2 separate regions of the Pan troglodytes genome follow, and region 1 is linked to region 2. A link is a contact called in public HiChIP or PLAC-seq data. All regions are on one chromosome and are shown on one strand. Each heading gives the region's core, a stretch centred on a gene start, on an enhancer-like site or on the middle of the called end of the contact. The rest is flanking DNA. Distances are from core to core; before and after follow the strand shown.

The links. HiChIP or PLAC-seq counts read pairs in DNA pulled down with a chosen protein or histone mark.
Region 1: a contact with region 2 is called in an H3K4me3 HiChIP or PLAC-seq map of stem cell-derived excitatory neurons, with 4 times the contacts expected there. The contact joins the promoter of RBM5 here to the promoter of CDHR4 in region 2. A contact is called at or near these places in 1 of 7 Hi-C or Micro-C datasets (stem cell-derived neural progenitor cells) and 1 of 1 datasets of contacts at active chromatin or transcription factors (stem cell-derived excitatory neurons).

What each region holds. Positions count from the first base shown.
Region 1 is chr2:54,116,072-54,121,956 of NHGRI_mPanTro3-v2.0_pri, forward strand. RBM5 (RNA binding motif protein 5) reads left to right here and starts at 4,336. Exons shown (of 23, transcript XM_009445525.5): 1 at 4,336-5,000.
Region 2 is chr2:53,834,351-53,839,795 of NHGRI_mPanTro3-v2.0_pri, forward strand. It overlaps CDHR4 (cadherin related family member 4), which reads right to left and starts at 2,678. Exons shown (of 19, transcript XR_010155202.1): 1 at 2,529-2,678; 2 at 837-891; 3 at 320-510; 4 at 67-229. It overlaps UBA7 (ubiquitin like modifier activating enzyme 7), which reads right to left. Exons shown (of 24, transcript XM_063805783.1): 24 at 2,631-2,750. The coding sequence ends at 2,723. INKA1 (inka box actin regulator 1) reads left to right here and starts at 4,296. Exons shown (of 2, transcript XM_001166131.8): 1 at 4,296-4,523; 2 at 5,261-5,445. The coding sequence starts at 4,467.

The sequences.
Region 1 (5,885 bases), core at 3,086-5,585, 280 kb after region 2:
CTCCCCAGTAGCTGGGACTACAGGCGCCTGCCACCATGCCCGGCTAATTTTTTTTTTTTTATTTTTTAGTAGAGGTGGGGTTTCACTGTGTTAGCCAGGATGGTCTCAATCTCCTGACCTCGTGATCCACCCACCTCGGCCTCCCAAAGTGCTGGGATTACAGGCGTGAGCCACCGTGCCCAGCCTTTTTTTTTTTTTTGAGACAGTCTCGCTCTGCTTGCTCTGTCACCCAGGCTGGAGTGCAGTGGGGCCATCTCGGCTCACTGCAACCTCTGCCTCCCAGGTTCAAGCAATTCTTGTGGCTCAGACTCCTGAGTAGCTGGGACTACAATCACGCACCACCATGCCTGGCTAATTTTTGTATTTTTAGTAGAGACGGGGTTTCACCATGTTAGCCAGGCTGGTTTCAAACTCCTGATCTCAAGTGATCTGCCCACCTCGGCCTCCCAAAGTGCTGGGATTACAGGCATGAGCCACCACGCCCAGGCCTGAGAGCAATAATTTAAGCCTACTCTTAGAATAACCCTGTATGGCAGATGCACCTGAATGTGTGTTCCCAACTAGGGAATCTGGGAGTGACCAACTAGAGCTTAGTTCCTTACCTATGATAAACATCTTAGCCCCTAGTCTGTCACATGGAACACGGGACATACAGGAGATTGAGGCCCTGAGTTTTGGGGCAAATGAAGTTTGCTAGGTGGAGGTCATTATGGAGAGAGTATTATTAAGTGAATATGCTATATACGCTGCATGATGTTTGCAGGCGGTTGCGGTTTTCCTGCCCAGCCCACTGGCACTGGGCCATACGGATATGTTTTCCTGTTATCCAGCCGTCACCAGTGGACCATTTCTTTCTTTTTTTTTTTTTTTTTGAGACAGAGTCTCACTCTGTCGCCCAGGCTGAAGTGCAGTGGTGCGATCTTGGCTCGCTGCAACCTCCTTCCCTCGGGTTCAAGCGATTCTCCTGCCTCAGCCTCATGAGTAGCTGGGATTATAGGCACCTGCCACGGCACCCGGCTAACTTTTGTATTTTTAATAGAGACGGGGTTTCACCATCTTGGCCAGGCTAGTCTTGAACTCCTGACGTCATGATCCACCTGCCTCGGCCTCCCAAAGTGCTGGGATTACAGGTGTGAGCCACCACGTCTGGCCACCACTGGACCATTTCTGTACGTAAGGTGGTTCTCCTTTCCAGCCCACTGCCACTGGGCTCTTTTCTCTGTATGTAAGCCCCTAATATAAGGTTGGAGATAAAGTATTCACGGTTTTTGTCATTTAAAGTAATAAAACCTCACATTTCATTTGCTGGCTCTAGGTCTCTTCTTCAGCCTCTTGAACCTGGTTCCTTCCCTTGTTGACATTAATAGGGTTTCAGCACAACACTTGGGTACTGATTAAAGTAAGAATGGGTGTGAAAACTGTCACCCTGTGATGTCCCTGGGAAGTTCCCTGAGGCTTTTGATGCCGGAGCAGAGATCTTCAGTAATTTTCTTCACTACTTTATCCCTAGGGCCTGGCACAGGGCCTAATGATAATGGCACAGGTACTCAATAAATGAATAAATAATGCTGAGCTCATAGATTTATAGAAAATACTTGTCGGATTGAATTTTGATTATATCTCTTCCTTAGTTCATCAAAGCCCATCTTTGACAAAAGAAGTCATTTGGTTTCTTGGTATAGGCAAGAATTCTTCTATACAATTTTTTCTTCTTTATCTTCTAGAGCAATAGATCCCAGCCTGGAACCAAAACATGTGAACCAGTCTCTTCTTTTGCCAAGTGGTAGGAGATTTTTTTAAAAAAAATATGATCATGATTTCATTAAAGAGGGGAACTTTTTTTTTCACATTCAGAAACTAGAAAAGACAATCTTAAAGGACTATCCTTTATTGAACATATGTGGCTTTATTTAAAACAAAGAGCAACTCACTCTGATGTCTTTCTTTTTCTTACATCAGCTACCAGACAGGCCTTTGGCAGCAGAGCTCTGGAGCTCAACAGGCCAATGTCTAAAAGAAGATCAGCTACCAGAGATAATTTGGAGGATGGCACTTACCTATGGATGAAATCCATCTTTTTTTGCCAGGGACCTCTTCAAGTTTAAGAATTATTTTGCAGGCTGGGCATGGTGGCTCACGCTTGTAATCCCAGCACTTTGGGAGGTTGAGGCAGGAGGATCGCTTGAACTCAGGAGTTCGAGACCAGCCAGGGCAACATGGTGAAACTCCATCTCTACCCCAAAAATACAAAAAATTAGTTGGGCATGGTGGTGCACACCTGTGGTCTCAGCTACTCAGGAGGCTGAGGTGGGAGGATCTCTTGACCTGGATAGGTCGAGGCTGCAATGAACCGAGATCATGACATTGCACTCCAACCTGGGTGACAGAGTAAGACCCCGTCTCAAAAAAAAAAAAAAAAGATTATTTTGAGGTTTGTGAATAGCTATATAGCTTTTATGACTGGTGGTAAGCCCAGCTCAGCAAGCACCTCAGGAATACCCAAAGGTGCTTGTTGAACTGCTTTGGGGACAAGGCAGGCAACGGCTAGTGGCTATGAAGTCTAGTGAGTTCTAGATTCTTGGCATCTGCATCATCCATTGTAGGGTTTGCAGTGATGTCATCAATGTTAACTTTTAAATTTCATTAATGCATGTACTCTTTTCTGATATTTTGCATATATGCTTCCCCATAAATTGTATATACTTCCTCTCAAAATACACACACACCACATATATTATATTTCTACCTTTTCATCTATATATGTATTGTGTATATACCTATATATAGATATATACACTGACATCCCTCCACTTATTCTTGAAAGATTTGTTTTCCAGAGAGAGAAGAAAATGGTATAGGCACAGTTTTCTGTAACTGATGTATAACTTTCTGTAACTAATGGTATAGGCACAGTTTTCAATTTGTATGACCTGAAAAATCAGTTCTGGCTGGGTGCGGTGGCTCATGCCTGTAATCCTAGCACTTTGGGAGGCTGAGGCAGGTGGATCACCTGAGGTCAGGAGTTCGAAACCAGCCTGGTCAACATGGTGAAACCCCATCTCTACTAAAAATACAAAAATTAGCTGGGTGTGGTGGCGGGTGCCTGTAATCCCAGCTGTTCGGGAGGCTGAGGCAGGAGAATCACTTGAACCTGGGAGGCAGAGTTTGCAGTGAGCTGAGACTGTGCCATTGCACTCCAGCCTAGGCAACAGGAGCAAAACTCCATCTCAAACAAACAAACAAACAAAAATGTTTGCAAAGCATCTAGGGCAATAATATAGCATCTAGTAAAGCGATCAACTAATGTTCCTCATTTTAATTTATTTTTTATTTTTATTTTTTTTTTGAGATAGAGTCTTGCTGTGTTGCACAAGCTGGAGTGCGGTAGAGCAATCTCGGCTCACTGCAACCTCCGCCTCTTGGGTTCAAGCGATTCTCCTACCTCAGCCTCCCAAGTAGCTGGGATTACAGGTGTGCGCCACCACGCCTGGCTAATTTTGTATTTTTTAGTAGAGACGGGGTTTAGCCATGTTGGCCAGGCTGGTCTCAAACTCCTGAGCTCAGCTGATCCGCCTGCCTCGGCCTCCCACAGTGCTTGGATTACAGGCATGAGCCATCATGCCTGGCCCCTCCTATTTATTTATTTATTATTATTATTATTATTATTATTATTATTATTATTTTGAGACTGAGTCTTGCTCTGTCACCCAGGCTGGAGTGCAGTGGCACGATCTCAGCTCACTGCAACCTCCGCCTCCCTGGTTCAAGTGATTCTCCTGCCTCAGCCTCCCTAGTAGCTGGAACTACAGGTGCACGCCACCATGCCCGGCTAATTTTTGTATTTTTAGTAGAGACGCGGTTTCACCATATTGGTCAGGCTGATCTTGAGCTCCTGACCTCGTGATCCACTTGCCTTGGCCTCCCAAAGTGCTGGGATTACAGGCGTGAGCCACTGCGTCCAGCCTTTTTTTTTTTTTTTTTTTTTTTGAAACAGAGTCTCACTCTGTTGCCCATGCTGGAGTGCAGTGGCGCAATCTCGGCTCACTGCAAGCTCCGCCTCCCGGGTTCACACCATTCTCCTGCCTCAGCCTCCCAAGTAGCTGGGACTACAGGCGCCCGCCACCATGCCCAGCTAATTTTTTTGTATTTTTAGTAGAGACGGGATTTCACCGTGTTAGCCAGGATGGTCTCGATCTCCTGACCTTGTGATCCGCCCGCCTTGGCCTCCCAAAGTGCTGGGATTACAGGAGTGAGCCACCACGCCCAGCACCGGCCTCCTTTTTATTTTTTAGCGACAGTTTCTCGCATTGTCCCCAGGCTGGAGTGCTGTGACGAGATCACAGCTCACTGCAGCCTCGACCTCTTGGGCCCAAGCGAACCTCTTACCTCAGCTCCTGAGTAGCTGGGACAAGAGGTGCACGCCACCATGCTCAGTTAATTTTATTTTTTGTAGAGATAGGATCTCACTGTGTTTCCCAGGCTGGTCTCGAACTCCTGGCCTCAAGCGATCCTCCTGCCTCGGCCTCCCAAAATGCTGGCTTGTGAGTGAGCCACCACGCCACGCACGGTCTCCTTTTGAAGTCGAATTAGACAATGTTTTACACCGTGCCAGTGAAAGCAAACTGTACTCTCTACGGCGCTAGTAGCAAAAGCAAAGAATTATTAACATGCCTAATAGGAGCCCTAAAAACTAATCCAGGTCTGCAAAAGCCGATCGACAACTCTGTAGTGATTTAGAAGAGAATTGCAAGAAATTAACACAGAGCGTCGTAAGTGACAGGATGGTCTGGCGACCACATTTCCCGGCAGCCCTCGCGCAGCCAGGCCGCTTCGAGGATTGGACTTCTCCGCAGGAGGCGGGTGACAGGGGGAGGGGATAAGCGTGAGGTACTGTGGGTAGGAGACGGCCGTCGGCGGAGGCGCCATTTTGTGTAGCCGCCGAACCTTGTTGGAGGTTCTGGGGCGCAGAACCGCTACTGCTGCTTCGGTCTCTCCTTGGGGTAAGTGCGGCGGCTGTCTGTAACGACGGTAGGTTCTTGCCATTTGGGCTGGCCCCCAAGCCTCCCTTGTCAGCTGCCGGAGGCGACTGATCAGCTCCAGCCGGTTCTGTAGAGGGGCTAAATTACCCCAGGCGTTGGAGGGCCGCGCCCTTCCTTGTTGCCAGCTCTGTCAGTTTCCAGAGGGTGTCCAGCCAGCTCAGCCTTGGGCCTGCTTCTTTCTGGCTGTGACTTTGCCCCTTGTGGATACACGTCCCCTAATCTTCAGCCCAACGGAGCAGTGGAGCCGTCGCCTGTCCCTCGGGCACTCCTTGGGAGCGCCCTGGCAGTCTCTGGCCGCCATCCCCCCCTCAACTGCAATTGAATCCCCCTCTCCGAAAAGCTGATCGGTGATCGCCGATCTGCGGGTTTGGAACCTCTTGGGAGGCGGGAGGGGCGTGTGCGGGGAGGGCAGGCCGGACGCTGGAGTCGGTCGAGCAGGCCGTGACGCCGCCATCTCGGCCGCGAGACCCCACGGAGGTGGGTGCCGGCACCGCCCGGGAGACAAGGGGCGGCACCAGTGAATATGCCCCGGGACTTGTTTCCCCCCAGTGGTTCTTTTTCATTTATTAATTTCAACAAATCGTTGAGCATTCGCTCTAGACTAGGCTTCCAGAGACTACTGGAACTGATTTTTCGGACCTCGCGCTCTTCGAACGCGGTCCAGCAGTGTGATGTCTTATTACCAACGCGGGGCGGGGGGCCGGGCTGTTCACTACTCAGTGGTTTGTAGTCATAAGAACTGGCTCAAGACGTGGTGGTTATTGTTACCTAGGAATTAGGTCGTTTCTAGCTTTGCTCTTGTCTTATGCGATACGTTATTAATGTAGTAGATTTCAGTCAGCTCAG
Region 2 (5,445 bases), core at 1,428-3,927:
TGGAGGTCAGGGAGGATCTGTTCAGGCCATGCCTGCCCCCACCCTGCCGGCTGCCCCTGGCCTCACCTGGGCTGGCAAATTGACCAGCACACTGGATATGGCTAAGGTCCCGCTGCACATCCACAGAGAGTGAGCCCTCCATCACATGGTTGCCACATGTGAACTTCAGCTGCAGCTTGTAGTGGTTCACCATCAGGGCATCCAACCGAGCAGAGCTGCTCAAGGTCAACTGGGGTGGGTGGACAGTGCCATGTGGGGCTTGGAAATTTTAGGTCTGCCCTTGTGCCCCCACAGTCCCCAGCTGTACACATGACCGTACCTTGCCCACATAGGTCCCTTGCCACCTGGCCAAGCTGGGTGGGTTGAAGAAGGTGGTGGGTGGCTGGACATTGAGCAACTCCAGGGTGGGTGTGGGCATGTAGGAGGAGCAGTTGAAGGATAAAAACTGAAGGATTGTGCCAGGCCCCTGGCTCTCAGAGACATTTATAAAGCAGGGCAGGCTGCAGAGGTCTGTGAAGAGCAGAGAATTCAGGCTGGAGGCCCCCAGGCTGATGGAACCACACATACTAGCATAGTCCTATCCTTTTGCCACAGGGCCTGGCCATGCCATGGGGCCAAGCAGCTAAGGCCTTTCCTTGTATCCAGCATCCAGCATTTCACAGATGGGGAGTGAGAACTTGACTGAGGAAGTGGCCAAGAGAAGGGGTGAGGGCCAGGGGTTCAGATTCTTACACTTCCCTACCTCTCCCCCAATCCCTGTCCTCCATGGTAGCTTATCTGGGAAGGGTCAGGACTCCAAGGGAAAACTACGGTTCCCCCACCCACCACCTCCTCACCAGAGACCACCGGAGCAAAGAGGAACACGAGGAGCCTGAGCAGCACCATGATGACCTGAAGACACAGACAGCAGAGGAGGCTTCAGAAAGCTAGGCTGTTTGTCTGACTCACCCTGTTGCCAGGTCAGTTGCTCAAACATAGCTGGGCAGACGGGACTCCTGGGCCTCCCAGATTCTATCCCCACCCATCCCTGGTGACTGAGTTCTAGACCTCTGGCAGGCTTCCAGAGGCTCAGAATATCCCATTTTCCATTGCCCCCATTCATTACAACTCTGAGGGCATGGAAGGGGAGGAGGATTAAGGTTCAGATGAGGAAACTGGTCATGCAATCCGTGGAGATAGAGCAAGCACAGCACCCAGGAAAATTTGGCCCAGGACCTGCTACCCCACAGAGTCTCAACTCCAGCTGGACCCCCTCCATTAGAACATTATCTGCCTATAAAAAATGAGCCCAATCGTCAACAAAATCTCTCAAAACTTGCTGGGTGTGGCGGCTTACATCTGTAATCCCAGCACTTTGGGAGGCTGAGGTGGGAGGATCGCTTGAGCTCAGGAGTTCAATATCAGCCTGGGCAACAAAGTGAGACCCCATCTCTACAAAAAATTAGTTGGGTGTGGTGATCCAGGCCTGTAGTCCCAGCTACTCTGGAGGCTGAGGTAGGAGGATTGCTTGAACCCCAAGAGATCGAGGCTGCAGTGAGTCATGATTGTGCCACTGTACTCCAACCTGAGTGACAGAGCAAGACCCTGTCTCAAAAAAAAAAGAAAAAAGAAAAAAAAAAGTTGTCTACATCCAACAAGCAAAAGGAATCCTTTATGATAGAAATACAAATACTGGTTACCGTTGGGAATATCAATTGGATAGGGCACCAGGTGGCATCCAGGACTTGCTGAGGATGTTCTATATCTGGGTGGCAGCTGCACAAGTGTCTACAGATTTTAACATTTACTGGGCTGTAACTTTGAGATCTGTCTATTTATTGTATTTATATGTCAGTTTTTTTAAGTTTTCTGGCCAGGCACGGTGGCTTATGCCTGTATGGGAGGCTGAGGCAGGAGGATCGTTTGAGATCAGGAGTTCGAGACCAGCCTGGACAACATGGTGAAACCCTGTCTCTACAAAAAAAAAAAAAAAAAAAAAAAAAAAAAATTAGCTGAGTGTGGTGGCACATGCCTGTAGTCCCAGTTACTTGAGAGGCTGAGACAGGAGGGTCACTTGAGCCCCAGAGATCGAGGCTGCAGTGAGCCAAGATCATGCCACTGCACTCCAGCCTGGGTGACAGAGTGAGGCCCTGTCTCAAAAAAAAAAAAAAACGGTTGTCTTTATTTGCCATCTCCAGTTCTTCAGTCCTCACTCTCTTCTCCACACACTCTAATCAGGCTTGTCCCTCTCTACACAAAACTGCCCTTTGTCAGGGTTCCCAATGACCTATGCACTGCCGAATCCAGTGGTTTGTTCTTCACCCTCACTGCCTAGGCAGCATTCAATGCTTGCTCCCCTTGGGTCCTGAGTCCCCACATTCTCAGATTTCTCCTGGCTGTTCCTGCTCAGCTTCTTTGATAGTTCTGCTTCATATCTCCCCTACCTCCACCTCATGGAATGTCCCAGGGCACAGTCCCGATTGCTGTCTCCCTCTGACTACACTCATTTCCTCCCACCCCACCTTATCCAGGCCTATGGCCTTACATACCATCCATTTACTCACTATGCCTCCCAGATCCAAGGCTCCAGTGCTGATCTCTCTCCTGAAGTCCAGAGTCATACACCTAGCAGCTGACTCTGCAACTCCTCTTGGATGTCTAACAGGCATCTCAAGGGTTACGTGTCCATAAATGATCATTGGATTTTCCTCTCCAAACCCACTCTTCTCCAGTCTTTCCCAGATCAGTTTATGGCAATTTCATCCAACCAGCTGTTAATGCCAGAAATGTAGGAGTCATGCTTGATGCCTCTTTTCCTGCCCACATCCATGCATCAGCAAGACTTGATTTTAGTTCCAAAACATACCCCAAAGTGACCCCCTTCAGTGCACCTGCCCTGCCCAGGCCTAGGCCCTCCCCTTCGTTGCCTGGATGAAGGCAGGGACTTCCACTCTTATTGCAGAATCCTTTTCTGAAAGCAGCTGGGATTATCAAAACAAGGGCTAGCCCAGGTCATTCCTGCTCAAAGGCCCCCATTGCTCCTCATCACACCAAGAACAAAACCCAGATTCTGCTCTAAGGCCGTTAGAGCCTGGTTTTGCTGACCTTTCCCCTCCTGCCACCACCACCAATCACAGACACCTGGGCCTTCTTTATGTTTGGCCCTGTCCAGCTCCTGTCCCTCGGGGTCTTTTCCCTGGCTGCTCCTTCTGCCTAGAATGTTCTTCTTCTCCTTCTTCTCCTTCTCCTTCTTCTCCTTCTCCTCCTCCTCCTTCTTCCTTTCTTTTTTTTTTTGAGACGGAGTCTCACTCTGTCGCCCAGGCTGGAGTGCAGTGGCGCGATCTCCGCTCACTGCAAGCTCCGCCTCCCGGGTTCACGCCATTCTCCTGCCTCAGCCTCCGGAGTAGCTGGGACTACAGGCGCCCGCCACCACGCCCGGCTAATTTTTTTGTATTTTTAGTAGAGACGGGGTTTCACCATGTTAGCCAGGATGGTCTCGATCTCCCGACCTCGTGATCCGCCCGCCTCGGCCTCCCAAACTGCTGGGATTACAGGCGTGAGCCACCGCGCCCGGCCAGAATGCCCCTCTTCTTGATTGCATCCTGATGTCACCTCCTGTGAGACTGACTTTCCCCAAGCTAGCCCACGGCCCTCATTCCCTGGTATTTTCCTGTTGCTAGTATGTCCAGTCTGTCTGCAGCTACACTACCCTTGAGCCTAGCCTGTGTTGATAGAGCAGCCTCAGCACCGACCCTCAGTCTGCACCTGGTACCGGCAGAGGGAATGCCGACGGTCGCGCGTCGCCACTGGACTCGCGACTAGCCAAGCACTCCCCACTAGAGGGCAGTCCCGTCTAGCTCGGTTGGGACGCGGCTGAGGCCCCGCCGGTGCGCTGCCACAAAGTCCCGCCCTCTCTTGAGTCCTCAGACGGGCTGAACCCCACTTCCATCCCGTTCAGGGAGTGCCAAGGCCAGCCTCATGAATGGGTCCCGTGGGTCAGGCCCCGAGGGTCCACAACCTCTCTGGGTCCGACCATCCGGGGTGCTCTGCCTATGTGCGGGCGCAGCACGGCGCCCCGTGGGAGGGACCGCTATTTCACCATTGAACAAACGGGGAGGATGAGGCCCCCGCACGGAGGCGACCTGTCCTGCGTCACGCAGCAAACGCAGGGTCCACTCAACAGTCTGGGGGCTCGGGGGTCCCCGTACCGACCCTGTCCGGCTTCAAGTTATGACCCCGCCCTTCCCACCCAGAACCGCGGCGGAGTCGGGAGGGACGCCGGATTTTAGCCCCGCCCCCTTTGGCCGCGGGGCCGGGGCGGGGCAAGGCTGCCAGATGTCGGGGCGGCGGCGGCGGGAGCTACGGAGAGCGAGGAGTAGCGCAGGCAGGCGGAGGCTGAGGGCGCCGCTGGCCGGCCCTCCCAGCCCTCTCCGCGCGGCTCCGCCGGGGTTCCAAGAGGAGCCAGTAGGTTCGGTGGGGGCCCTGGCATGGACATGCACAGCGCTCGGCTTGACAGCTTCCTTAGCCAGCTCCGCTGGGAACTGGTGAGGCTCGGGAGCGGGTGTGGTTAGTGAGGACGCGTGCGGGATGCCAGGCTGCCGCCCGGCCGGAACAACAGACGGGTGCGGGGTGGCTCCAGCGTGCCGGTCCGAGGCGGGGTGGGGGCGGCGTGGCGCATATGGCTCAGATGGCCCGCGTCGGGTTTCGGACGGTTGGGAACTGAGCTGAGCATCAGATAACAGCATCCAGCTGGCCGTGCTGCTGGAACGGCGCGGGAGGAGAGAGTGGAAGGGGGACTTCTTTGGGGGCGGGGCATGGGGCGGCAAGGGACTAACGAGGTGCTGGCGCTGCTGTGAACGCCCCCTACTTCAGGCTGGCCTATGCCTCCCTTCTCTACCCCTCACCTAGCAAGCGCTCTTTCTGTGAAAGACGCTTTGGGCTTTGGGAGCTGAATCCCCCAATAGGCACGGGATGCCCCTCCAGTCCTGGGCAGGACCTACTTCCCCGTTCAGGCCCGCAACCCTGCCTGCCTGCCCGCCCGCCCTGGTGGCGGGTGCCGACTTGCCCGGCCCTGCATGCTGCAGCCTGCCAGACTGCCACCAGGTCGGTGGATGAGAACCACACCAGCTTCGAGTGCCAGCACCCCTATGCCTGCCCTGTGCTCACTAACACCCTGCTGCCCAGGCCAGCAGGCCTATCTAACCTTCCTGGACCCTCTGTTCTCTGGGCTGGCCTGGTGACAAGTGATACCTCTCCGACTTCTGCCCTCTCTTCCCCTCAGTTGTGTGGTCGGGACACAGGCTCACCCTCAATGCCTGGTCCCCTGAAGCCAACCTCCCAAACTGGCCCAGATGTGCAGCCCAGCCACCAGCTTAGGGCCTCGGGTGCCTTGGAAGAGGACTCAGTCTGCTGTGTGGAGGAGGAGGAAGAGGAGGAGGAGGAAGCAGTGGTGACAGAAGACAGGGA